Linked DNA regions of Mus musculus: region 2 is linked to region 1. The links are chromatin contacts, called in public HiChIP or PLAC-seq maps. All regions are on one chromosome and are shown on one strand. Each heading gives the region's core, a stretch centred on a gene start, on an enhancer-like site or on the middle of the called end of the contact. The rest is flanking DNA. Distances are from core to core; before and after follow the strand shown.

What was found. HiChIP or PLAC-seq counts read pairs in DNA pulled down with a chosen protein or histone mark.
Region 2: a contact with region 1 is called in a FOXA1 HiChIP or PLAC-seq map of pancreatic cancer cells. The contact joins the enhancer-like site here to the promoter of Prepl in region 1. A contact is called at or near these places in 2 of 39 promoter capture datasets (cranial neural crest and hippocampal neurons), 1 of 115 datasets of contacts at active chromatin or transcription factors (pancreatic cancer cells) and 2 of 9 other capture datasets (adipose tissue and liver).

What each region holds. Positions count from the first base shown.
Region 1 is chr17:85,086,757-85,091,704 of GRCm38.p6, forward strand. Prepl (prolyl endopeptidase-like) reads right to left here and starts at 3,511. Exons shown (of 15, transcript NM_001163622.1): 1 at 3,350-3,511; 2 at 1,584-2,119. The coding sequence starts at 1,796. Camkmt (calmodulin-lysine N-methyltransferase) reads left to right here and starts at 3,870. Exons shown (of 11, transcript NM_028576.3): 1 at 3,870-4,107. The coding sequence starts at 3,970.
Region 2 is chr17:86,035,260-86,040,385 of GRCm38.p6, forward strand. The region is part of intron 16 of Srbd1 (S1 RNA binding domain 1); the gene reads right to left. Among named protein-coding and RNA genes, the nearest start is that of Srbd1, 110 kb to the right of the region's middle. Within about 2 kb of position 3,257, at least 57 of the 459 cell types and tissues checked have an H3K27ac peak or open chromatin away from gene starts, as enhancers often do.

The sequences.
Region 1 (4,948 bases), core at 2,261-4,760:
TGACAAAATGTTCTACTCATGATGCAAGATAAACCGACTCAAAGGCTTAGAGCAGTAGGTTCAGCCTTAAACTTCAGGAGTATACAGTATGGTAAGTCTATATTAAAAGACAAAAAAACAAAACAGCAAAGGAACCTTTAAAGTTTCTAGGTGTGTACAGTTAAGAATGATGGAGCCAAGACCACTTTCCAAAGGAAAGCAATTTAAAAGATTAAAAATGTTGGAAGTCCAGGAAGGGGAACCAATATGAAAAGCCAAAGCCAAAGCCAAAAGACATATATGTGTACCAAATAGTTAGCTAAGAACAAGCACTGAGCAAAAACTAAAAACAAAACAAAGTTGGGTAAAATAAGAATAATTAGAATACACTTGCGTGTTCGCCAATAGATGGGTTAACAGAATGTCGATTATCTAAAGAGTGTTATCTCTATAGAGAGGGATGAAGTTATGGCACATGCTAGGGCATTGAGGAATCCTAAGAACATGAGCAAAGGAAAACAAACCAAATAGAGAAAAGGTAAGGACTGTGTGCCTCTGTTCACCTGAGGTACCAGAACAGGTAAATCCGTGGACACAGGGAGCAGACTGCGCCTCAGGGCTGAGGGAAACACACAGTTGGGGGATGTCTTGGCAAGGCCTATGAGAGGGTTTTGGAAATGGTGATGATAGCTGAATTATAGTACTGCGACTCTAACTAATGCCTCTGAGCTCTGCACTGGAAGGGGCTAGAATGATAACTAAGAATATATAACTGCCACAATGAAAGGAAACCAAAACAGACTGTAATGATGAAATGACTAAAGTCATAAAAGAAGGCTAAGATATTATAAATTCTAGCACCTCAAGTGTAGTGTAAGGAGCCTCTGGAACAGAATTAAAAAGGAGAGGAGAGCAGTCAAAGCAGCAACAGGGCACACAGCTTGATTTCAAGCTAAGTACAGTGACCATGCAACATGACAGATTAAGTGGGACACTTTTGAGAGGAGAGAGGACTATTAATAGTCACACGGGGACAACAGGTGCACAGTGGGCCTGTCTCAGGCTAAGGAGAACACGTGGTTACACTCTATGCAAGTGTAGCCAGTTCCTCGGGGCCCAATGCGAGCCCACAGTTTGGGGCCCAGCAGAAGAACAACAGTCACTATTTCCTTTTGGAATACAAGTGTCATCCAAAATGTACGCTAGCTTTTCACTCCTTTGTATAGAGAGAAAACACACAACTGTGTGGCATTTCCCGAGGCTTACCAATCTGGGATTCATACAAGAAGGAGCATATCATCAGGTTTATGAAGAGGCGTAATTTGACATTTTAGTAATTTTAGAAAACACATTTTCAGGTGCATTACGTTTTGAGATCAAATCAGTTTTCAATGAATCTGCATTTTTATATACATTACAGCTTTATAGGTTCACATACATTCTTTTGTACTCATATTGACTACAGGTATTTGAGCCTAAAAAAAAAAAATCTTAAAACCAAATTAGAATTACTGAGAAAATGAGTAATGGATACCTTACCCATTATTTATGAACTACAATTAGTATTAATGGCCTACAAACAGATTAACTCGAACAGTCCATACCTTACACGAGAAGCTCCGACTTGGGATGTTTCTTGCTAATCCTGCTATCCTGGGTTTATTCTGCAGACACTTGGTTAGGTGGTACTTTTTCAATCTTACTCTACTGTAATAAGGACCAGCGACGTTACGGTAACTCTGTTTCTGCATGCAGTTCCCAAGATGAGGAATACTATGCTTCAAAGCTCGGAGAGAGAATTTGGCCGTCTGCAGCATGGTGGCAAAGTCCCTGGTTTTTGCTCCCTTAGGGGCTGCCAGCACGTGGATGATTTCATACGTATAATTATACAGTCATGGGATCTTAGTGCATTTGAGGTCCCCACATCTCATCCCTCCCCTGTGGCGTCATGAGCCCCTTAGGTTACCAATTACTGTAGACATCTGATAACTTAGGTTAAACACGTTTAAAACCTTGTATGCGTTAAGTTCATTCAGATCATACTTCTTGGCAGGCGGGACTTAATAAACACGTCATCTGTAAAGTCAGTTTTCCTAGGGACAAGCTAAGCAGCAGTGACTCTGGAGAACGTATGGACAAACTAAAACAAAACAAAACAAAACAAAACAGAAAACAAACAAAATAAAATAATTTGCAAATGAGTAAATGAACTTAATGGGAATCTCAGGTACTCAGAGGGGGTTCAAAAGCAAGATGGCTTTTATCTTACATAATTCTGGGCATATCATTGGGATGTGAAAGACAAATTAGAAAAAGCCTAAACCATGACATAAAAGGGGGATGCTTAGTTGTTGAGTGAGGCGAGGCGCCACATAGTTTTCACCTAGCTGTCTAGTTTAAGCTGCGTGTGCACTCGATGAGTGAGCTAGAGCTGGTCATTGTCCAGGTGGCCCAACTGTGGCTCTGGGGAGCTGGAGACACTCCCCCAACTCACTGATTCAGTGAACCGCCCAACTGACTGGCTCCTCCTCCTAGAGGAGCAATTGGATTTCACCATAAAAGGATAATGAATTAAAAACAACTGTAAGATGCACAAATAAAATGTCGAGTCATTTTTGGTTTCTTCTGGAAGGTAAAGATCATTTTAACTTCCATAACTACAGACCCAGGTTTAGGTCTTGGGCCTTGTACACTAACTGCATCTGGATTCAATTTTTTCACTTGTGGAACAGAAATTAACCATAGCACTTAATCTCTGCGGTTGTAGTTTTGTAACAAAACCAAACAATTTATTTTAAGAACTTAGTCCAAGTACCTGGCACATAGTAACCATTCAACAAAAGGTCGTTAATATTATTAGCATAGGGATAATTTAGCTATGCTAAACACTGTTGAGTGTAAAATGAGAGAAATCTTCTCTAACACGTTCCTTGGTAGCACAGAAACACTGCGTCAGTTTTGCCATAGATCCGACCAGCTATGACGCCCCCTCCCCCCCTTAATCTCTTATGTCGCAGCAAAATAATGGGCCAGTGGAGCAGTAGCCTAGAAGAAAAATGCTTTTAAATCGCTTAGTCTGTCCCCATAGCTCCAACCCATTCATCCACCATCTGCATTGAGAAGACCCTGTGCGAGGATAGGGAGACTGGTGGGGTAAGTAAGCAAATGGGTGCTCCCGGAGCACCTCCTCGTTTCCCGGTGCAACTGTGCATCCCGAACACGTCGTATTCACAGGACGTGAGGGAATGGTACGGGTCAGAACGTACAGAAGAGACAGGGATCAAAAAAGGGACCAGGGAAGTGAGGAATGGCTGGAAGGTGGGCAGAGGAATTAGGAAAGGGGAACCATCAGCAACCCTTCCATACGTACGCAAATCGAAAGACAGCTGGACGAGCGAAGGTAGAGAAGACAAATACGAGAAACCGAAGCTCTCCAGAAGGAGCTGCAGTCACCTCAGCCTTGTCCAGCCGAAGCCAGCCTCCAGCACCCAGCAAGAAAGACAACCTACCTCGCGCCGCCCAGAGCTAGTTTGCAGCACGCCGGTCTACGTAACACCAACCCAGACCGATAGGGAAGCGCATTTCGCCATCTTTATTATGGCCAGTGGTGGGCTTTTTCTCTTCCTGAACTCACTCATCTTAGGAGACAACTGTATTTCGGTTTTCTGGTATTCCGGCGAGCAAGAGACAAAGTGAGGAAAAAAAGAAAACAGCGAGGAAAGCCCTGTCTGCAGCTATTCCACAGTCCCCTCCCACTCCGGCTCGCCCTCACTTAAGATGGCCACCAGAAAAAGTGGTGCAATGAAGCGACGCCGCTGCTTTGGTTGCCAAGGAGACGCTAATACCGGAAATGCGGAATTCGGGGAGGGTGCACGGAAGAGCTGTGGGCCAGAGGCCGGGCGTCACAGGTCCTGACAGGGAAGAAGTTGGCAGGTCCTGACTGGGGAGAGCCGTGGCGGACGCAACCTCCGGGTCCAGTCAGCTCTGGAGATGGAGTCGCAGGTCGCGGCCGCTGGGGCTGCAGAGACTGAGGCAGAGGCGGGCAAGCGTCCCGCGATGGGCAGTGCCAGCCAGGGCTCGCTGGTCTCGGCGCCCAAGGGGGCCGTCCGGTGGCAGCTTCTGCGACAGGTAAGGGCGAGCGCTCGCCTGCCCTGCCTGTGGCCACTCCCCTCGCAGGTAGCAGGCAGCCCGTTTGTCGGGAGCCAAGCGAGAAGCGCCCCCTTGCTCCTTCATCTCCGCTGTCCCGCTGTCCCACCAAAAATGGGAGAGACTCTGGCGGGGCTGGAGAGCGGGACAGCCAGAGCGAGCTCTCAGAAACTCAGAAAATCCTTGTGCTCGCCTGTCTGGTGGGTGGGACCGCCTGTCTTCTCCGTGTGCTGCTCTTCTTTCCCGCCCCCTTTCCATCCTTATTTTATTTTTTGCTTCTTAACTCCCAGCCTGGTCACCTGGGTGCACTTTTTGGTCCCACATCTCTGGAGATCCGTGAGGTTCACTAATGGGATGGGGATTCTGCACGCGTTTCCTGGTTTTGTATATGGGAGAGTAAAGGGAGAGAGGGAAACCTACTGCTTGCTCCTTTTCCCGCCACGTGAAACTAAGTTTGGAGTCATTATTGGGATACTCGCTGCCCAAGGTTTAGCAACGAATCCAGATACTTCAGTCTTCCAAACCGCTCCAGTGAAGGCTGCTGTGTTTATAAGTTTTCTTAGTCATTGTGACTCCTCACAGCAATAGGAAAGTAACTAAGACAGTGGCCGGGGGGCAATGAGTCCTTAGTCTGTTATTTTACTTAGTTATTGCTTTTTAACAACCACATGTCGTATGTCATGCAATGTCTGTGAACCACCTGGTAGTCTCTTGATAAAACCTGAGTGGTTTACGGTTGTGTACCTGGTCTATATACCCATAGTTCTCAGAGTTGGCTGGCATGTTCTCCCAGTTATGGTAGAGTGTATAAGAGCAAGAGGCA
Region 2 (5,126 bases), core at 2,007-4,506, 950 kb after region 1:
TACTCAGTTCAGTTTCCATGCTGGCCTTTCTGGGAGAAGAGGGAAAGGAATTAAACAGGAGGCTGAGAGGACCGGAGGAGCACAATCAACATGGGAACAACTTCCCGCGTGTTTACGAGGCACCGCCCAGGTTTTAAGAAGAGCTTGCAGTCTGTAGATGGCTCAGTGGTTGAGTGCACTGGCTGCTCTTTCAGAGGACCAGGGTTTGATTCCCAGCAACCACGAGGCGGCTCACAACTGCCTGTAACGCCTGTTCCAAGGGATCTGATACCCTCACACAGACATACAAGCAGGCAAAACACCAATGCATATAAAATACAAGTAGATAAATTATTTTAAAAAGAAGTACTTAAAAAAAAAAAAGAGTTTGCCAGAGATCTTCCTACTCGGTGAAGCTGGAGGTAGAGAGATCTTGAAAGCAACCTCTGTGATAAACAGGTATGACAGCCAGCTACTTTAGCCGCCAAAGCGCTGAGCATGTACATCTCTAGATTTGCACACTCAGCAAAAGATGGCAAAACATTCCCAAATACTGCACTGTCTAGTGCTGTCCTGGAAAATGTTTATCCAGAGCATACTAATGATTACTGTCATGTAAACAGCTTTTCAAAGATAGATTGTTTTAGAGGTGTTAATATACTAGTGGAGATTCTGGAAAGCTTGAATATAATTTTCAAATCACCACCTGGATGACATCAACAACAACACTTATTTTAAATAAGCCCAATTTTTAAATAAGCCCAAATTATATTCAGTTGATTAAATTTTAATTTGTTTTCATTTAAGGTCTTCTAAAGTTGAGGCCAACATGCTGAAGAAAAATATTAAACTACCTAGAACCCTGTGTCAACACATGATGCTACTGGGAATGGTAAGTGAATTAATTTTCCAAGGAAAATTAATTACTTATGACTTACAGTTGTAAAAGCAAACAACGTAACTCTGGATTAGGGCACATTCAATTTCTGTTTGTAGTAGTGATTAAATTAATTTCATATAATTCATGGTATGTAATGGAAAGCAGGGCAAATTGAAATTTTAGACAATGACTGACAGAGAAAATGTATATATTTATGAATCTGATTCAAAAATAAAAGCCATGGATGTTAATCAAAGCATAACAACCCAGTATTTCTTAATGGTCTGATAATAATGGATTTTTTAGCACAGTTTTTGAGAAGGCATTACCAAACAATATGGAAAATGAAATAAAAAGGTGTAATAATATCCTGTGACTTCTCCCAGTGCCCTACTACTCCCCTACACAGGTCATAAGAGTCAGGATTTGCACATTTTTTATATATAACTGATTGATTTTTATCCTCATAAACTTGGAACAGCTGAAATGAAATACAGCATTAAATGATTTGGGGATGAAGTTCTCAAAACTACAACTAAATTTTTTCCCCTGACACTCAAGCAGTAAAGTACTGTAACTGGCTCATCTGTGACTCATTTGCCTGAACTGCACCTGAGCGCTACTAAAGCAGCAGTCCAAGGGAGTCCTGCCATCGGCACAGCTGCGGGCGGAGACCACCTCACACTCCCACCTCTCACTGCTGCAACCATGGTGCTTAGTCTCTTGGTTTGGATCCCAACACAGTGGTTTACAGCTAAGGTTTAAGATAAGGACTAAATGCCCATGTTAAATGTAATTAAAACAGTTTAAGATCGGCTAAAAGATATGACATTTTTGTGGTGTAATCAAATCAGAATGAGTCAGACTCTGATGATAATGACCCCAAGTATCAACCATCATTGAGGCCCGGTGGCATCACTGAGGGCCTAGTGCCCGTTAACAACTGGGCTCATTTGGCTAGACAAGAGGAAGGATTTTGATAGATACTTTTAAAATAGAGCAAAATATTTTTACAACTTAGACTTTTAGAAAAGACATATGAAAGATACAGTATAAGCATAATGAAAATATATACTATAAAATATTTATTTCAAAAATTGATTCTCCACACATTTTAAGCTAATACATTCCTTTTCCTGCTCAGTCTCTCACAAGGAAAGTTGCTATTCACTGTCTCTTTTTAAAATACATTTTTAGACTGCGAATACTTTTTAATTTCTATAATACACCTTGATGACCAGAGGGAGAATACTATGTCAATTATTTTTAACTGTTGAAATTTCAAATTTCAAAGCGAGCAACAAAGCAATCAAAGACACACTTAGAAAATAAAAGCAGAGTGGTCACACTGCAGTGACAGGGGTATTTCCCAAGGCAGCCTCTGAGAAGCACGTCTAGTCTAGAGAAAACCTTTCTTTTATTCTTCAGTAGGATTAAGTGGAGCAGCAGCAGCTCACCTTTACCCGCTCTGCTTCCTAGAGCACAGAGCTTCCTCGTTTCTAATGGCAGTGCAGAGTGAGGAGGATTCACACAAAGGCCTGGGAACATGGACAGCAAGAGGCACACTCAGGTCCTTTCCAGCTGGTAGAGCTACCCTGGAGGCTGAAGCATCACTGCAGAAGCAGAACTTTGATTTAGCTTCATTTCCTGGCTTCATCCCTGGCTTCAGCATCAGTGGCGTGAACACCAACAGTGTTCTAGGGAAGAATGTCAAGAGGCCAGCAGGCCAGCAACGATGGCCTTTGGGATCAGAACAAGCTTTTCTAGTGTCTGCACATGTGTAGACTACATTCGTGTAAGGAAGCCAAAAACAGAATGCCTTTCAGTAACGGGTCCCCAAGAAGGTGAGCATTGCACCAAGGGGGAAACATGCATGAAAAGCCACCGCTGCACGCCCTTCAGTTCAGAATGTACCTCGGAAGTTTCTTCAGGCATCTTTCTTTTATTACAATCCACATGCATATTTCAGTAGGATGACTACAGGAGAATCACTAATTTTATCTAAACGATGACGTTCGGCAAACATTATGATACCGACTATAAATCTCCAACAAGTCTCCAACACAAAAGAGCTGGTAATTCCATGATTAGAAACAGCTTGATTGTGAGAGGAAAGGCAGCTGTCAACAAACAGCTGCTTTTTGTTGCCACCGCACAATCAGATCGTGAGGCCCAGAACCGCGGAGATTGTTTCTGCTTTATCTGCTGTGTTTGTCTTTAAGCGCTCTACTCTCTTCTAACCCCACCTCCAGAACAGTGAGTCAACTTAAACACGGGACAACCACAACAGAAGAATCAGATGCACACGTGAATCAGATAACATGTGAAGCACTGTAGACTTGGATAATCACTAACAGAAGTCTCACATGCATGCTCTGATTCGGCTCCAAACGCCTAACTCTCCTCTCCCCGTACAAGTGAGAGGCAGCACAGGCCTCATTTCCTCATTCCTGGACTACGGTCATAGCGAGGCTGCCACTCTGATTCTTTGTTCGTAAATTTTGCCCACAGCTGCTTCTGTCCTCCTCCCTTTTGGCAGACAGGAACGAACATGTTTATGTGTGCCAGTATGACCTGAGCAAGCTTGACATTGAATGAGTCTATGAATACCTGATAAGCTTAACATATGAATAAATATTTAGAGTAAAATGGACTTTAACAACAACAACAAAAAGGCCAAAGAATTCTAAAGTACACGGAATTTATTTAACGTCTCCTAAGCAACAAAAGCACATTCATGCCTTAACCTTGAGGCACGGTCATGTCTATTTTCTTTCTCTTTTTAACAGTCTTCTAGAAAGCATGTGGGTATCCTTATTTCCCAACAAAGCATGAACAAGTAAAATGATTTCACCAAGGGGAGGCGGTAAAGGTAAAGCCACGGTGCCCGAGGCTACATTCTCTCCACTGAACCACACTGAAACCATGATGGTGCCCTGAGAATGTTTACACAATTTAAGTTTAAGAGAGACTCTGTCTATGTCAGACTACTAGCCCTCAGGCAAACTGATTAAACACACCCAGAAGTACAGCTATTCAACTGCAAAGATTGACATAGGTCAATGAACATGGTTTTGTGCCCCGGATACAATACCTACCCAAGAATCTCTTACAAGCTTAATGATAAATAAATTTCCCATAAAGTGTTCTTCTTCCTGTATCACTCTCAACTGTAAGGTGACATTTACTTTAGGCTGTGCTCAGACAGCAGACTCAGGGGACTCCCTGTGTCATGCTGCCATTACTGGTCCTGGGTGCAGGTAATGCTGCTAACCTTTGTACAGATCCATACATTTGTACATTGAGAAATTCAAAAAGCTGCCTAAATTTGTGTTAACTCTCATCTTTGCAAATTTTATGCTACAAATAATGATCGGCTCACTTGTCAAAGGATGCCTGGATATATTTCAAACCACATAAAGGATGGGTAAGGAGGCCTGGAAGGAGGGACTCGGGAACAAATGCCTCAGGAGTTACTTGGAGCCATCAGAAACCAGCGCAGAAGAGTGCTTTGCAAGGTACCCCAGGGCCGGCCCTTCTCCAGGACCCAGGCTTTGGCAGTGGCTGTGATGATCTGCACTGAGTTGTGGTACTGAGAGGAGTAAAACTATTAGACTTTTAAAAACAACTCCCAAAAATAAATGTTAAATCTCAGCCTTCTAAACTGTAGCAAAAACTGTTGAGAAGCCCACTTTTACTAGGTTACCTACTGCCCAAAAGTGTCTTCTCCAAAGCCTATTGGTCCAAAATGATTTTCTTCTCCTAGCGAGAAGACATGGGAGCTGGAGAGACCCAATCATTATGGCTCAAAGTTTGGCTACTCCCCAACTTCTTATGAGATGAAGTTTCTGCTGCAGCTGTAGCTGAAGCAGGCTGACATGTGCAGGCACACTGTTACAGGGCAGCCTGGCTGTGATGCCTGGGCAGCACCCACCCCAGATGCCAGCACCCTTGCCGTCCACACTCTCTGCTAGCCTTACGTTACAGAAACTGGTGCTGTCTCAGATAGTAAATGCCTCATTAGCTTGTTAGTACAATGCCTGGCTGATTTCTAGCTTGGCTTTTTTTCTTTTTTCTTTTGGTCTATAAATGAGTGGTACCGGGCAAATCTAGAAAATGAAAAGAAAGAGTCTTTCAAAAATCACCCTGGGAAGATGACCTATTTTCACTCACCTTCTAGTCAGGTTCACATCACAGATGATGCTGGACATGGCTCAGCTCCAAGGAAAACAACCTTCTTGGCCGGCCATTCAGTGGCTGTTTATGA